Linked DNA regions of Mus musculus: regions 2, 3 and 4 are each linked to region 1. Evidence: chromatin contacts called from public HiCAR-type and HiChIP or PLAC-seq data. All regions are on one chromosome and are shown on one strand. The core of a region is the stretch at or near the end of the contact, and the rest is flanking DNA. Distances in the headings are between cores, read along the strand shown. Region 1 holds the start of Rab11fip5 (RAB11 family interacting protein 5 (class I)). Region 2 holds the start of Zfp638 (zinc finger protein 638). Region 3 holds the start of Dysf (dysferlin). Region 4 overlaps Dysf (dysferlin).

Region 1 (3,551 bases), core at 318-2,817:
GGTGATCCAAGTCTTAGGTCTTTTATTTTGTTTATTTGGTTTGGTCTTCAAGGCAGGGTTTCTCTGTGTAGCCTGGCTGGCCTGGAATACAGAAATACACACAGCTCTGTCTCTCAAATGATGGCGTTAAAGGTGTGTGCCACCACAGCAAAGACAAATCTTAGGTTTTGATCTTAACCCTACAAAGGACACACTCTGACAAAATAAATGTTTAACCTCCTACCCTTCCCAGGCTTTGGTGTCTCTGGCCTTTGAACCCAGCATTGGGGAGGCAGAGACAGTAGAATCTCTGAGTTCAAAGGCAGCCAGGTCTACATAGCATGTTCCAGGACAGACAGCGCTACGTAGAAAGACCCTGTCTCGAAACAAAACAAAACAATAAGAACTTTTCCTATCCTTTCTAGAGAAAATAATCCGGAGAACTGAGGGCATTATAACCACTGTCCCACTGACCCAAGCTGATTCAAATGTACCCTTCTTTACTCCGAGGTGGGCCAATGCTCTCAGTCCTGGTACCCTAAGACAGAGTCACAGAGTACGTCTATACGGTGAGGTGTATCCCTGAACGTTCAAAGGCCAAGTGTCCTGTGTAACCCCTGGGAAGGCTGGGGTGTCTCCCTTCAATCTTGCCTTGGAAGATAACACCTCACCTTCCTGCTTCTACAAGGTGAGACTTCCTCTCCACTACCTACAGGCTAGTCACCTCTTTGAGGAAAAGAAGGCAGACCCTGAAGTCTTTAAATTTCCCTTCTTGAATTCCCACAGCCTCAGAATCCCATTCCGAACTTTCCTTGGCCATGTACTGCCAACGCTTGGTCACTACACCAACTCCATCAGGCCTTCCAGGCCCACCAGGCTGCTGGGGAGACAGTCAGGGGGAATTGGGGAGGGCAGAAGGCTGAATGAGAAGTAACAAACAGTATACGGGTTTGTGTCCTTGAGTGGGAGGACCGGGTCCAGACGTCCCAACCAGCCCCGCCCGGTTAGGCCTTCAACCGTTTTTGTCCCTGCTCCCAGCGCCCCAGACTCACTGCGTGTGCTGGGCGCGGCCTGCGCGGAAGACCTCGTCCAGAGCTACGGTTGCCCGGCCCAGAAACTTGTCCACGCCGATGAGTGAGCGATGCATGGTGGTGAGCACGAGCTCGCAGGCGGCGTTGGGGCCGGAGGCCCAGGGCGCAGGGCCCGCATCTGCCTCCTGTGCCCGCAGCAGGCCGTCCAGGGCTCCAGGCGGTAGCTCGAACGAACACTCTTCGCACCATTCCGGGCAGCCTTGCGTCTTCTCCACTACCGAGGTGCTGTACTTCTCTCGGCCCACCTGGATCACCGTGTACGCGTCGCTGGTGCTGCCGGCGCCCGAGCTCTTGCCCCTCAACCCGCTGGCCCGCAGCACGGTCACCTGGACATGCGTGGGCAGCCAGCGGGAGGATCCGGCCGCCGGCTCAGGGTCCCGCACCAGAGCCATGGCGGACCCTGGGACAGAGTGACAGACGTGGCAGCCGCGGGATGCTGTCAGGAGCCGGCTCCCCCGCGCCGCCTGCAGCGCACCGACCGCCGCAGCTGCGGGCTGGCCTGGGCCAAGCGGGCCGCCGCCTCCCCGCCGCCCCGCCTCCCGGGCGGCCGGCCGCCCCGCGACGTCACGCCCCGCCTAGGCCCAGGCCAGGCCCCGCCCCCAGTTCCACCAGCATATAGCTGCCTAAGAGCTAAAGAAACCCAGAGAGGGGCGCGGCCTCTGCAAAGATGTGGGCGGGGCTTTCTCACTGGCCCAGCCCCTCTGGGGGAACCTCAAGCTCCCGCTGCTCTTCTAAAAGGTGACCGGTGCAGAAGGGCGCGGCCTCTGCGTGTGTTGGGGGAGAGGATTGAGATCTGGCCATGCCTTAATCACGACCGGATTCGCTTGTGCACAGTGCGGAACTGCAAAGGAAGAAATGGAGGGGGCTAGGGACGAAGGCCGCTTGCAGCCTCTGCAGAGAGGTGGGCGTGGTTACCACCATGGCCCCGCCCCGTTTAGGCAGCGACTCCAAGCTAGAGAGCCGAACCTCTCTGCATAACTATCCACCGCGCTCTACCTGGACAGTGTCAGGGTTTTCTGCAAGCTCCTGTACTCCTGAAAGCCCTCGCTGCTTCGAAGATCCATTCTGCTCGGCGTGGATTTGAGGGTAGATAAGATGCCTACTCTAGAGACCCCCTAAATCGCACATGCGCTCCCATTTTCAACTCTCTACATATATGTGATGACCTAGAGCCGCCGCTGGGAAATCACTGGAGTGGGACTTAAAACAATCTTTTTCTGCTTTGATTTTTCCCCCACTCCCTTTTTTTTTTTTTTTTTTTTTTTTGGAAACGGAGTCTCTTCTGGCTCTCCTGGAACCTGCTATGTAGATTACGGCTCGAATTGTTAAATTCCTGCCTCCACTGAGTGCTGGGATTAAAGGCGTGCCCACTGGTTTTAAAACTTTTGTGTGGCCAGGTGTAGTAGTGCTCACCTTTAATCCCAGCACTTCCACTTGGGAGGCAGAGGAGGAAAGATCTTTTTGAGTTTGAGACCAGCCTGGTCTACATAGTGAGTTCCAGGCTAGCTAAAACATTAGCCTTATATACAAACAAGGCAAACAGGGCCTTGTTGGTAGTAGACAAGCATTCTACCACAGGACTAATCTTCCACCTCTAAATCCATTCATACTTGCCTACTGTGTGTTGTGTTCTGAGAACTGCCAGCACACTTGTTTCATTATTAAGATAATGGTTAATAATTATGGATGCTGAATTTCAGCAAGAGTCGGCCAACAACTGACTCATGAGCTTTCTGTGCATGACCTCACTCATTCTTCAGAGCCACCCTATATGTGAATTTGGTTTCCCAGAAGGCAGAATTATAGGTTAGATAAATTTACCTAAGATGCATAACAAAGAAGCTGTTGTAGCACAGCCTATAATCCCAGGACTCTGAAGGCAAATTCAAGGCCAGCCTGGGCTACATGGTGAGCCTTTACTTTTTTCTGTTAACTTTCAGAGCCTACCCTTAAATTAGATTTTTTTTTTCAATTTTCAAGACAGAGCCTCTCTGTGTAACCTTGGATGTTGTGGAACTCTCTTTGTAAATCAGGCTGGCCTTGAACTCACAGAGATCCACCTGCCTCTGCCTCCCAAGGGTTGGGATTAAAGCCATGCATCACCACTGCCTGGCTTAGAATATTTTTTAATAATGTATGCATATATACTCAGGACAAAAACAAAACAGTAGGCAACAAGGTGTCTTCATTGCCACTAAACCTGACAACTTGAGTTCGATCCTCCTCAGGACTCACGTGATAGGAGAGAGCTAATTCCAGCAAGTTGTTCTCAGACCTCCACAAGTACACCGTAGCACACTCTCTCACACCAAATATAATAATAAAACTTTAAAAACATCGGAAGGGGAGAAGAAAGAGAATTCAAAAGTCCTCCCTTCCTAGATCCTGGGGTATATCTTTTACTTTATTCTGTCTGTCTTTCTGTCTGTCTGTCTCTGCGGGGGGCAGAAGGTGTCAGAGAACAATCCTTGGGCCTCAGTT
Region 2 (3,551 bases), core at 747-3,246, 1.5 Mb before region 1:
CCTCCTATACTTGGTTTCCTTCCTGATCACGACCATTTACAACTTGTGATCAACCCCCCTTTAATGATGACAAACTTCCATCACCCATGAAATGACCATAAAACCACCCACCCCACCTTTTGGGAGTGAGGCTATCATTCTCTTAAATTGCCTCCAGCTGTCTGGGGTGAGGGCATCCTCTGGGGGCCCTAAGAAAATTGAGATATGGGCCAAGTTCTGGGAAAGCTAGCTTTATCATTTGCTGTCAATCCCTATGTGATGGGAAAGTGCAGAGCATAACTGAAGCTCTGGCTGGAACAATCCTCGAGACTGGACCAATTGAGCTAGCTGTCTGCTGCCAAGCGTGTACCTAAAGCCTTATGGGGGGTTCCCTATGATCTGTTGACTGAGGGAGAGAAGTCTAGGACCTGGCTTACTGGCAGTCCTGAACATTATACCTGCACCACCAAGAAGTGGACAGCTGCAGCATTACAACTCCTTTCTGGATTGTAGTTCATTCCAGAGTCCATATAGACCCATTAAACGTTGTGCTTCTTTCTGGATGGTGGGAGGATCCAGGTACAGTAACTTACCTTTCACCTTGGAAGGAATATCTCTGCTTGCTCCACACCACTGGACTCCTAAAAATTTCACCGAGGAGGATGGTTCTTTAATTTTTATTTTTTTTAATTTGTAATTTCTTGTTTTTTTGTTTGTTTGTTTGTTTTTTTTGTTTTGTTTTTTTTTGTTTTTTGTTTTTTTTTTCAAGACAGGGTTTCTCTGTGTAGCCCTGGCTGTCCTGGAACTCACTCTAGACCAGGCTGGCCTCGAACTCAGAAATCCACCTGCCTCTGCCTCCCAGGTGCTGGGATTAAAGGCAGTTCACCACTGTCCTGCAGTCCTTTAATTTTTTTGAACTAGCTTATATTGGCATAACTGAGTCAATTTAAAAAGATAGAACATTGAAGAAAACAGTTAAAAAAATTTTAGCCCAATCTTTTTCATGGGTAAAATCAATCAGGATTATAGATGTTCACCACTCAGGTAGTTTATTTTTTGAATTCTGAAATGATATAAAAATTTTTCAATATTAGTCTTTTGACTTAAACTTTTTTTTTAGAATTATTTATTTATTTTATGTATATGAGTACACTGTAGCTGTCTTCAGACACACCAGAAGCAGTCATCAGATCCCATTACAGATGGTTGTGAGCCACCATGTGGTTGCTGGAAATTGAACTCAGGACCTCTGGAAGAGCAGCTAGTGCTCTTAACAGCTGAGCCATCAATCAGTTCAGCCCTTAACTTTTATTCCTTTCTAATTTCCCATTTTATTATTCTATCTATTTTGTGTTGTTTGAGACAGGGATGTGTAGCTTTGGTTGTCCTGGAACATCTTCTGTAGACCAGGCTGGCTTCTTTCCCAGATTTCTGCCTGCATCTTGCCTGTCAAGTGCTGAGATTAAAGGCCTGTACCAACACTGCACGGTGTAATTTCCCATTTAAGAGGTGGGAGATAAGGGCTGGAGAGATGGCTCAGTGGTTAGGAGCACTGACTGCTATTCTGAAGCTCACGAGTTCAAATCCCAGCAACTACATGGTGACTCACAACCATTCCTAATCTGGGGTGCCTGAAGACAGCTACAACGTACTTGGGTGTGGAGGCACACACTTATAATTCCAACAGTTGGAAGGCAGAAGCAGGTGGGATCTATGTGAGTTCAAAGTTCCAGACCTTTTCTTTAAAAAGGGGGCGATGGGAGTGAGCAGTAAAAGCGAGAATATGTTAATAAGTGAATGTTACGTTGTGATACTGAGGGAATAGTAATCAGAGAAGGCTTCATGGAAGAGAAGAGGGATGGTTTGCAGGTTCTAAAATCTTGAGTGATGTTACCCAGACCGCTGCAGGTGTAGGACCAGCCATAGCTGGCGATCGCCCCCTTCTGGCAGAGGGCGGCCTTGTCCCCCGACAGCGTCTCTGGAGAACGCGGAGCCTGAGGCACGCAGGCGCAGTGAGCGGACGAGGGCTTTAGGCGAAGATGCGCATGCGTGTAGTCCCATGGAGGCGGTAGCTGCTTCATCGCGGTGACTGGAGGCCGAGTGCTAAACTGTGTGGGGCACGGATGGGATCCAGCTGTTAGTCGGTAGGCATAGGTAGGGCCGCTGCCTTGCGGGGAGCCGGGGACTGGAAGGCAGAGGTCCTTAGCGCAGGCCCCGAGCGGTCCCTGCCAGGTCGCGGTCGACTATTGTATGTGTCGCAGCCGCTGCGTACAAGATGGCGGCGGCGGGGCGGGTGGAGCTGAGGGACCCCGGGTGGGCCTCGGCCGTGGCCTGTTTCCCCTCGCCACTCGCCGACCGCGCCGTCGCGCCGCAGTGCCCGTGGGCGCAGCCGCCGGATGCTGCTGCTCTGAGGAGGAGCGGGCGGCGCCCTCGGGGAGTCCGGCTGCCCCTTCCCCAGCGCCGCGGGTCTGCCGCTCCCCAGGCCTGACAGCTAGCGGGAAGACCGCCGCGTGCCCGAGCGCCTTTCGGAGCCCCGCGGGCCGCGTGCGCCCTTAGTCGGGCTGGAAGAGCTTCCTTGCAGGGGGCTGGGAGCGGGGTGTGCGGGCTGTTGTGGGCCAAGCGCCCCAGTGAGCACCGAAGCCGAGATTGTCGGCCCTGGGATGTCGTCGAAAATGGCGGTGACACTTCCACATTCTTAGAGGAGTCGTGAACACTGATGTGGGGATACATGCTTGTGTTGGTGTGGTTCCTAGCTTGGGGAAGAGCGGAGAGGTCTGTACACCGACTCTCATCCCCGAGGATGTGCCAGACGTCCTTTGTTGTTTGAAGTAATTGCCTATGAGGGAGTCTCAGTATTACAAAATCTTTGAGCTTGACAGTGATTGTAGCCTCGAGCTATTTAATATTAAAATTACCCTTTGGCAGTTTGGGAATTCTGGAAGGCGCACTCAATGTGAAAAGTTCTGAAGAAAAGCTTCTTACCAGGATCCACCCGACCATGTGGAGTCAATCTTTCCTAACCAGTTTGGAAATTGTTCACTCTCACATAAAATTCTCCCTCTCTTCATTTTGTGTATGATGGGTTAACTTGTTTTTCAGGGGAGTTGTGTTTACTGCTTAATTTTAGAAATTTAAAATGACAGACTGGAAAAAGATTACAAGAAAAATTAATGTAAAGCTGTTAACACAGAAAAATAAAGTTGTTTATTACATTTTTTCAAAATGTTATTAATGATTATACACTTAAGATTTAGTGGGCTCAAGCTGCTTTACAAATTTTGACTTTTATATTTCCATATTCTGTAATGTGTACTTTCATATTTGTAGAATCCAAAATGTAATATACTAAAATATGCTAGACCATTCCCCGCCTTATCATTTGTGTAGGAACCAATGGGTAAAGATAAAACAGTTGAAAGAAATTACAAAAATCTCCTTCATTTGTTTTGATTAGCTGGTTTTCAAATGTGTTCATGACACATACATAACCTTGTACATTGAATACGTTGTAGTTTTCTGCATTTGTTATGGAATGTGCTTTTTACCATAAATTCTAGTTCTAAAAAAGGTTG
Region 3 (3,551 bases), core at 716-3,215, 1.4 Mb before region 1:
AGAGGAGCATAGTCAGAGAGAGTAAGAGAAGGTCCTAGCAGCCAAAGAAGGTTCTGGATTCTCCTTCCTACTTGTCTTTCACCATGCCCCACTCCAGTGAGGATTGCTGGCCCTCGCAGGGGCCTTCCTCTTCTTGAGAGCATGTCCCACCGTGCCTAGAGTTGCAGCTGCTGCCATCTGCTGTCTGTGTTGTCTGATGTGGCATCACCAGCTAGAGCTGACCAATGAGGAGTGTGGAGTTCAATGACCTCTTAGTGAACTGTTTAGAAGACATTTATAGACAGCCCCATGCCATGTGCAGAACCCTGTTTCAGGTACTACGAAGGTTACAGTAGCTAAGCAAAGCTCCCCTAGTTTCTTAGAGACTGCCCAATATTCTAATGGAAATGTGGGAAAGAGATACGGTGTAGACATTACCTAGCTATTGCTGCTGAAAAGCAACATGCAAGGGAGTCTTGGGGTCCGGGAAGGTGCCATGTGGCTCAATTGATAGAACACTTTCCTAGTTTGAGCTCCAGATTGCATAAAGTGGGCACTTTGGTGTATGCCTATAATCCCAGCACTGAGGAAGGGGTGGTAAGAAGATCCAAAGTCCAAGGTCCAGTGCTCAAGGCCACCCTGATCCTAGAGTGGATCTGCAAAGGAAGAGCAAGAGACAGCACTCCAGTCAGAGTGAACAGCGCATCAGAACCCAAAGGGTGCTGGCCTGGCGCTTTTTTTTTTTCCCCAAGATAGGATTTCTCTGTAGTTTTGGCTGTTCTGGAACTTACTCTGTAGAGCAGGCTGGCCTTGAAGTCACAGAGATCTGCCTGCCTCTGCCTCCTAAGTGCTGGGATTAAAGGTGTGTGCCACCAAATGGTTTACATTTCTTTTAAAAATAATTATTTATGGAGAACCTGCTCCATCAGGATCTTTTTGTTTCCTCCTCCTCCTCCTCCCCTTCCTCCTCCCCCCGCCTCTTCTTTTTCTTCTTTGGCCATATTTTCAAGCAGAGCCCATAGGCTCTTTTTGGTGGTGTGTTAAGATTTGAAAGCATGACTGAATAGTTCAGGAGAGTAGAGGAGGAAATGGAAATAGAGTTTGGAGGCTCTTTCAAAAGGTAATGCAAAAAGAGCGTGTGGTTGGCGTTTAGGCTGAGTGGTGTGGTTCCCACATGTGTGTGCTGTCAAGAGAGAGGGAGACTGGGCAACTTGAGAATCGCTGTCTGACCGCTAAGCATCCACATAAGCAGAGTTGGTTGTCTGCCCTGCCAAGTCATACAGGGAGCAGGTGTGGAGGGCACGAGCAGGATATCCCCTCTGAAAGTGTTGTGTCCCTCAAAATGAAAAGGGCCGGGACCATGCCCCCGCCCCACCCCCATTTACCTGCTGGAGTGTGTGGGGGTGGAGGTGGGGAAGAGAAGCTTGGGTGCTGTTGGGAAGGATCTTCCTAAGCTGTTACAGGATCAGACAACACACAGATGCGTGCTCAGGACTGGAATGACTTAAGGGTCGTGACTTTAGCAACTTTCTCAACCTTGGAGGGTGAAGAGTGCAAAGATTGTTGCAGTGGAGAACTGCAGGAAATCGAATGGGCAGCGACTGGGAACGTAGTGTGATTTGAGTTAGACCTCAACAACTCTAGGTGTCGCCAGGAGATTTCCGTGGCAGCTCACTAGCAGTTGTGCCTGGGTCACTGGGCACACAGTGCGCACTTATTCGGCGTTTACTGCGAGACTCTTTGGACCCGCGCTACCCCAGGCAACAACCCTGCCCTGTTCTTGCCAGCCACTCATCCAGTACCTCGCAGCAGCGTTTCCTTCTCTGGAGACCCTCAGAACAAGGCACCAGTGCCTGGTCCAGAGTAATTCCTTGCTCCTCCTTGGCCACCGCCCTGAGGGCGGACCCAGGCCGGGATGGAAGGAAGGATCCGCCCCCTGGGTGTACCTTATCCCACGCGCAGCCTCGCATTCTAAGCTGACCAAGTCTCCGCGGAGGCGCAGCAGAATCAACTGCTCTCTTGGCATAGCCATCCTGGATCTGAACTCTGGCAGGGCAGTAGTGACTGAGTCCTAAGCTCCTACTCCCTCTCCGTCCCACGCGCCTGGGCTGCGGAGCCATGCTCTGTTGCTTGCTGGCAAGGGCCAGCAACCTCCCCAATGTGAAGAAGGACCGGCGCAGCGATCCAGTTGCCAGCCTGATTTTTCGAGGTGAGAGTCCTGAAGCCACTTCATTCAGGCTTGGGTACCATCCGTTTGTTTCTCTGCATCTAGCTTTGGGGTCTGTGGGCCCAGATCAGACCAGGAATCCCGCCCCAGGACTGACAGCAAGGAAACAGCAAATGTTACAGAGTTTAGGAAAACTGGAAGTACTGTTCTAGGCCAGGAGTTATTACTTTCCCAAGACAGTACTCAGAAGGAAGAAAGGCTGGATAGTGGGCACAGGGTGGGTTGGAAGACGCAGAGGGTAGCGGTGTAATCAGGGCCACCACATAACTGAACTGGTTTGTGAGCGTTTTAATAGTGCTCTTTGAAAGTTACCGTCCCATCCATCTATCCATGAATCTGACTGAACACTGTCCGTTTGAATGGCCAAATCTCAACCAGAAGGAAGAGGAACTGAATACTATGGATGTGGCTTTGTCGCAGGAAGTCTGAGGAGTGTCTGGGATGTGGGATGCTTTCCAAATTCAAGTTGCTAAGTCTTGTGCTGCTTAGACCAGAAAGGGTTTCTCTGCTGAGACTACTTCTTCCTCCACATATCTGGCCCTTTCACTATGGCTTCAGGCAGATTCCCAAGGGAGGGGTGTCTCAGGAGGGGAAAGGGAAGAGGAAGGACCTGTCAAAATGAGAGAAGGGACAATAGTGGTGAGTCAGGACCCCAGTTCTGCAGAGAGAGATAAATAAGGAGAGGAGAGAGGGCTTCCTCTCACCAGGAGCTGTACCCCGGGGCTCTGCGGAAAATATATTTAAAAAGGAGAGCAGCGTGTAGAGAAACTGAGGCACGGCTTGTCACAAAAGTGTTAACCTTTGTGACAACAGTGGGGACATCAGGATTCCAAGGGTTTGTCCACTTTACATGCAGCCCCACCCCCAAATAATATGAGAGACAGGGACTGAGCTGAGCTCCAGATCACGTGTTTGTTCTTGGTCTCGGGTGGTCGCGGGTGACTATCCGGCTGATTCTTTTGCAAAGTGTGATTTGAAACATCCTAGGCCTCCCTGGTGTTTCACTGGTCAGGCTTGCCAGGGTGTTCCTGATGTCAGGAAACTTTCAGCAGGGTTCTTCCTTCTTTCTCCCCTGACCGTCTCTCAGCTGTCGCCCAGACTTTCACTATACGGAAATTGTTAGGGAAGTTGGGTATACCTCAGTGGTAGAGCACTTTTTTTGTGTGTGGTGTGTGTATATATGCATGTAGGAGAGGCTGGAGGACCTCTGGTCGAAGGCGCTGCTTAGGTTTGGTTTTGTTTTTTCTTCCTTTCTTTCTTTCTTTCTTTCTTTCTTTCTTTCTTTCTTTCTTTCTTTCTTTCTTTCTTCCTTCCTTCCTTCCTTCCTTCCTTCCTTCCTTCCTTC
Region 4 (3,551 bases), core at 453-2,952, 1.3 Mb before region 1:
TTCCTTCCTTCCTTCCTTCCTTCCTTCCTTCCTTCCTTCCTTCCTTCCTTCCCTCTTTCTTTTCTTCCTTCCCTCCCTTCCTTCCTTTTCCCACTCTTCTTCCCCCTGTTCTTCCTTCCCTCCCTCCCTCCCTCCCTCCCTCCCTCCCTCCCTCCCTCCCTCCCTCCCTCCCATCCATTCTTTTGACCTACTGGGAATTGAATGTAGGGTCTTGTTCACATTGGGTGAGTGGTCTACTGATGTGTACCTCCCCTCCCAGTGCCATGTGGGGTTTGTATCTCCACTGAATTTTACATGGGTGCTGGTTTGTGGGCCTGGGCCTCAATGGGAGGTAGGGTTGGCATGTCTCTGTCTAGAGCTGTGGATTTAGGGTAATGGGGCTGTGGCATTTGCACCAGCTACCCCATTCTGAATCTTATTTTCCATTGAGCCTTGTCTCTGCAGAGACTCCCTGCACCTGAGCTTGCCCTGCATGGCCAAGAGACCTAGGGTTTCAGGGCCAGCTCTAAGAGCAGCCAGTGTGACAGAGGGATGACTTCTGGGTTGCCACAAAGCTCGGATTCCACATAGAGTTCCATGCCCCAATCCTTTGTGTCTCCTAGCTCTGCAGCAAGATCCTGGAGAAGACAGCTAACCCTCAGTGGAACCAGAACATCACCTTGCCTGCGATGGTGAGTGGTCCTTTGGAGGACTCAGCAAGTCGAGGTCCCTGAGTCCTGCTGGCACCCCGACTTCCGCTTAGCAAGGGCGTGGCTTTCTTCTAAGATTCTGTTCTCACCTAGCTCCCTTTTCTTCCCCAGTTTCCCTCTATGTGTGAAAAAATGAGGATTCGTGTCATGGACTGGTGAGTTCTGGGTCCTTGAAGGGGTGTCTTCAGGGGTCCTCGGGCCTGTTGTTTTGTGCACCGGGGCTGCCGCTGTGACAGAGGGTGCATGTATCAAGGCAGGATATGAGGGCTGTGGGCAGTTATGGGGCAACCTGGAGCTGGGTTGCTGTACTGGCAGAAGATGAAGAGGCCACAGCCAGGGGCAGTGAGGAGCCCATCTCTGGAGGCTTCCTGAGGAGTTGCTCTGATAAGTCATTGGTAAGGGTAAATGCAGGGTATTGAAGCTAAGCCAGCTGCTGTGTCCCGTGGGACAGAATGGAAGAGATCCCCTCCACCAGCTGGAAATGGGGGTTATATTTCCCGAACAGAAGTTACCATTGCAGGTGTCAAGCAGGTCAGGACAGTAGCCTGTGGGTGTCTTAGACTCTTACCACCTGGTGAACACCAACTTGTAGGCCAGGGCTGTGTCCAATGAGCACTTTCCACATGTATGGGTTTATCTGACCCTTGACAAGGTGGCATGGTACTACTTCACAGAGGAGACAGGAAAGAGCAAATGACCTGCCCTCAGTGACAGTTCAGAGGACCAACGTGAATGGCAGCTGGAGCTGGTACTCTCTGCCTGGCCTTGCTGTCTCTCACAGCAGCAGTGATGTGGCGGCCTTTCTCACACTTGAGGGGACAACAGGGCCCAAGCTCTGTGAGCTCCGAAATGCTAGGCTTTCCACAGAGAGCAAGTTGTCCTTTTCCTGCCCCCAGAAGCGCTGGTCATGTGGCTCCTGGCCATTCTCCTTTGGTTGCAGGCCCACGGCACCCCCAACTAGGAGGATAATGAGAGACCAGGGGAAAAACCCCAGGCCACAGAGCCATTAAAGTGTGTGCCAGTTCCCCGGGCCTAAAGAAAACAGATTGAGAGAATTAGAGGGAGAGAAGTGTGGGCAGGGGCCAGGGAGAGGTCCCGAGGTCTGCCACGGCTGGTATGAGCCTCAGAGAAGGGGAAGCGGTTTCGTGGAAAGGTACACTTTACATTCCCTGAGCCGTCTCTGCATGTCAGCTGGAAATGACTGTGCTGTGTGGACGGGGACATCCCGGTGTGCATGTGTGTGCGTGCATACATCTGTGTGGATGTGTGTGGGTGCGGTTAGCCCCATGGATTGTGGCTGTGCCTGGCCTGACTCCCTTGGAGCTGTGTCAAAGCTATCAGCATACTGTACAATCCAAACACATTACGGAATCTGGTGGCTGCATCTCTGGCTTGGGTTGAAGTGGCACTTTTATTGTGAGTCTATTTTGAGACTCACTGTTTTCCAAAAGCCTTAAAACCCCCAAACCCAGCTCTTGGCCAGAAAGCATGCCACTGCTGGAAGTTTCTATCCAGAAAGTCCTTCTTCTGAGAACACACAAATGAGCGTCTCCTGTCACCTGAATCTTAGAAATATGACACGGTCCATGTGGCTCTGTAACTTAAGCTTTCATTCAAGCCTTTAAGAATTCCTTTTTCACTAAAAAACAAAATTTCCTCAGGGCAGAAGAGATGGCTCCGTGGTTAAGAGTGCTTACTGCTCCTGCCAAGGATTAGGGTTCAGGTCCCAGTACTGTGTGCCACTCATGATTGTCTGTAACTCCATTCCAGAAGATTCAACACCTTTTTTGTTTGTTTGTTTTTTGTTTTTGCTTTTGCCTCTATGGGCAACTACATCATAAACTTGTTCATGCAAACATACATAGATGTTTTAAAAAACAAAAAAACAGAAAAACAAACAAACTTTCCAAATCCCTCCTCAATAGAAGCTACCTCCATGGAAACAACAAACCCCACCCACTCTTCCTCTCCTTTCTATTTAGACAAGGCCAGAAGTCAGAAGCCAGGTTCCCTTTAAGGGAGCGAGCTTAACAATGTTTTAAAAATACCTCCAGCGCTCTTGCCTTTGAGGCACTGGGTTCGATTCCTGTCATTGTAAGAGGCAACCAAGAGAAGGGTGTGCGATGTCAGACGTGGGATGTCAGGCTTCGGTACCGCTCCCTCAGGAAGCTTTCTCATGACACGGCTTACCAGAAACCATGACTTGGACATGGGCTGCCAGGCTACTCATTCTTCCCAGGGGAAATGTCAAACGTTAAGCTTGCTCCCTTTCCTGGGAAATCCAAAGAGGAAGGAAGAGATAGAGACTGGGGTGTCTCAGGGGGTTAGGGTTAATGGAATATGAAATCAGCATGCCTTGTCTTTGGGAATGGTGCTGAATGCTTCTGTCATGGCTGAAGTGCTCACAGTGGGGAGGAAGCCCCCCCGGGGAGACCAAGAGAAGGGTTTGGGGAGTATGCTGGAGAACCTGCCTGAGGGGCCCAGGGCCCCGCCCAAGCGGACACTGCTGACCTCTGTACAGTAATTCTTGTCTGTGGCTCTGGTCCTTGAATCCATAGTTGTTCAGTGCCTGAGGCACTTCCCTCTGGAAGTCTGGAACCTTCTTGTCTCATACAAAAACGTCTCCTAGCTGGGTGTGGTGGCACACGCCTTTAATCCCAGCACTCAGGAGACAGAGGCAGGCGGATTTCTGAGTTCGAGGCCAGCCTGGTCTACAAAGTGAGTTCCAGGACAACCAGGGCTACACAGAGAAACCCTGTCTCGAAAAAAAAAATGTCTCCTGACATGGCCATATATGATCTGGGGTTAGAACCATTAGGTGGGGAATCCTGGGTCCATTGTCCAGAGGAAGGAGCAGGTAGT

What was found. HiCAR-type assays count read pairs that join an accessible place to other places. HiChIP or PLAC-seq counts read pairs in DNA pulled down with a chosen protein or histone mark.
Region 2: a HiCAR-type map of astrocytes shows a contact between it and region 1, with 4 times the contacts expected there. The contact joins the promoter of Zfp638 here to the promoter of Rab11fip5 in region 1. A contact is called at or near these places in 1 of 39 promoter capture datasets (cranial neural crest) and 4 of 115 datasets of contacts at active chromatin or transcription factors (astrocytes, embryonic stem cells and pancreatic cancer cells).
Region 3: an H3K27ac HiChIP or PLAC-seq map of cardiomyocytes shows a contact between it and region 1, with 4 times the contacts expected there. The contact joins the promoter of Dysf here to the promoter of Rab11fip5 in region 1. A contact is called at or near these places in 4 of 39 promoter capture datasets (the 3T3-L1 cell line, cranial neural crest, hippocampal neurons and 1 more) and 3 of 115 datasets of contacts at active chromatin or transcription factors (cardiomyocytes, pancreatic cancer cells and stem cell-derived neural progenitor cells).
Region 4: a HiCAR-type map of astrocytes shows a contact between it and region 1, with 4 times the contacts expected there. The contact joins the enhancer-like site here to the promoter of Rab11fip5 in region 1. A contact is called at or near these places in 5 of 39 promoter capture datasets (the 3T3-L1 cell line, frontonasal cranial neural crest, hippocampal neurons and 1 more) and 5 of 115 datasets of contacts at active chromatin or transcription factors (astrocytes, differentiating embryonic stem cells, embryonic forebrain and 2 more).

What each region holds. Positions count from the first base shown.
Region 1 is chr6:85,373,067-85,376,617 of GRCm38.p6, forward strand. Rab11fip5 (RAB11 family interacting protein 5 (class I)) reads right to left here and starts at 1,568. Exons shown (of 6, transcript NM_001003955.2): 1 at 1,032-1,568. The coding sequence starts at 1,462. 4933423K11Rik (a long non-coding RNA gene) reads left to right here and starts at 1,788. Exons shown (of 4, transcript XR_869208.2): 1 at 1,788-2,156.
Region 2 is chr6:83,912,357-83,915,907 of GRCm38.p6, forward strand. Zfp638 (zinc finger protein 638) reads left to right here and starts at 1,997. Exons shown (of 27, transcript NM_001355286.1): 1 at 1,997-2,123.
Region 3 is chr6:84,017,421-84,020,971 of GRCm38.p6, forward strand. It overlaps Dysf (dysferlin), which reads left to right and starts at 1,966. Exons shown (of 55, transcript NM_021469.3): 1 at 1,966-2,188. The coding sequence starts at 2,098.
Region 4 is chr6:84,083,114-84,086,664 of GRCm38.p6, forward strand. Dysf (dysferlin) reads left to right here. Exons shown (of 55, transcript NM_021469.3): 15 at 603-671; 16 at 801-844. Among named protein-coding and RNA genes, the nearest start is that of Dysf, 66 kb to the left of the region's middle. Within about 2 kb of position 1,703, at least 20 of the 459 cell types and tissues checked have an H3K27ac peak or open chromatin away from gene starts, as enhancers often do. A contact at or near this core is called in astrocytes, where this site is marked.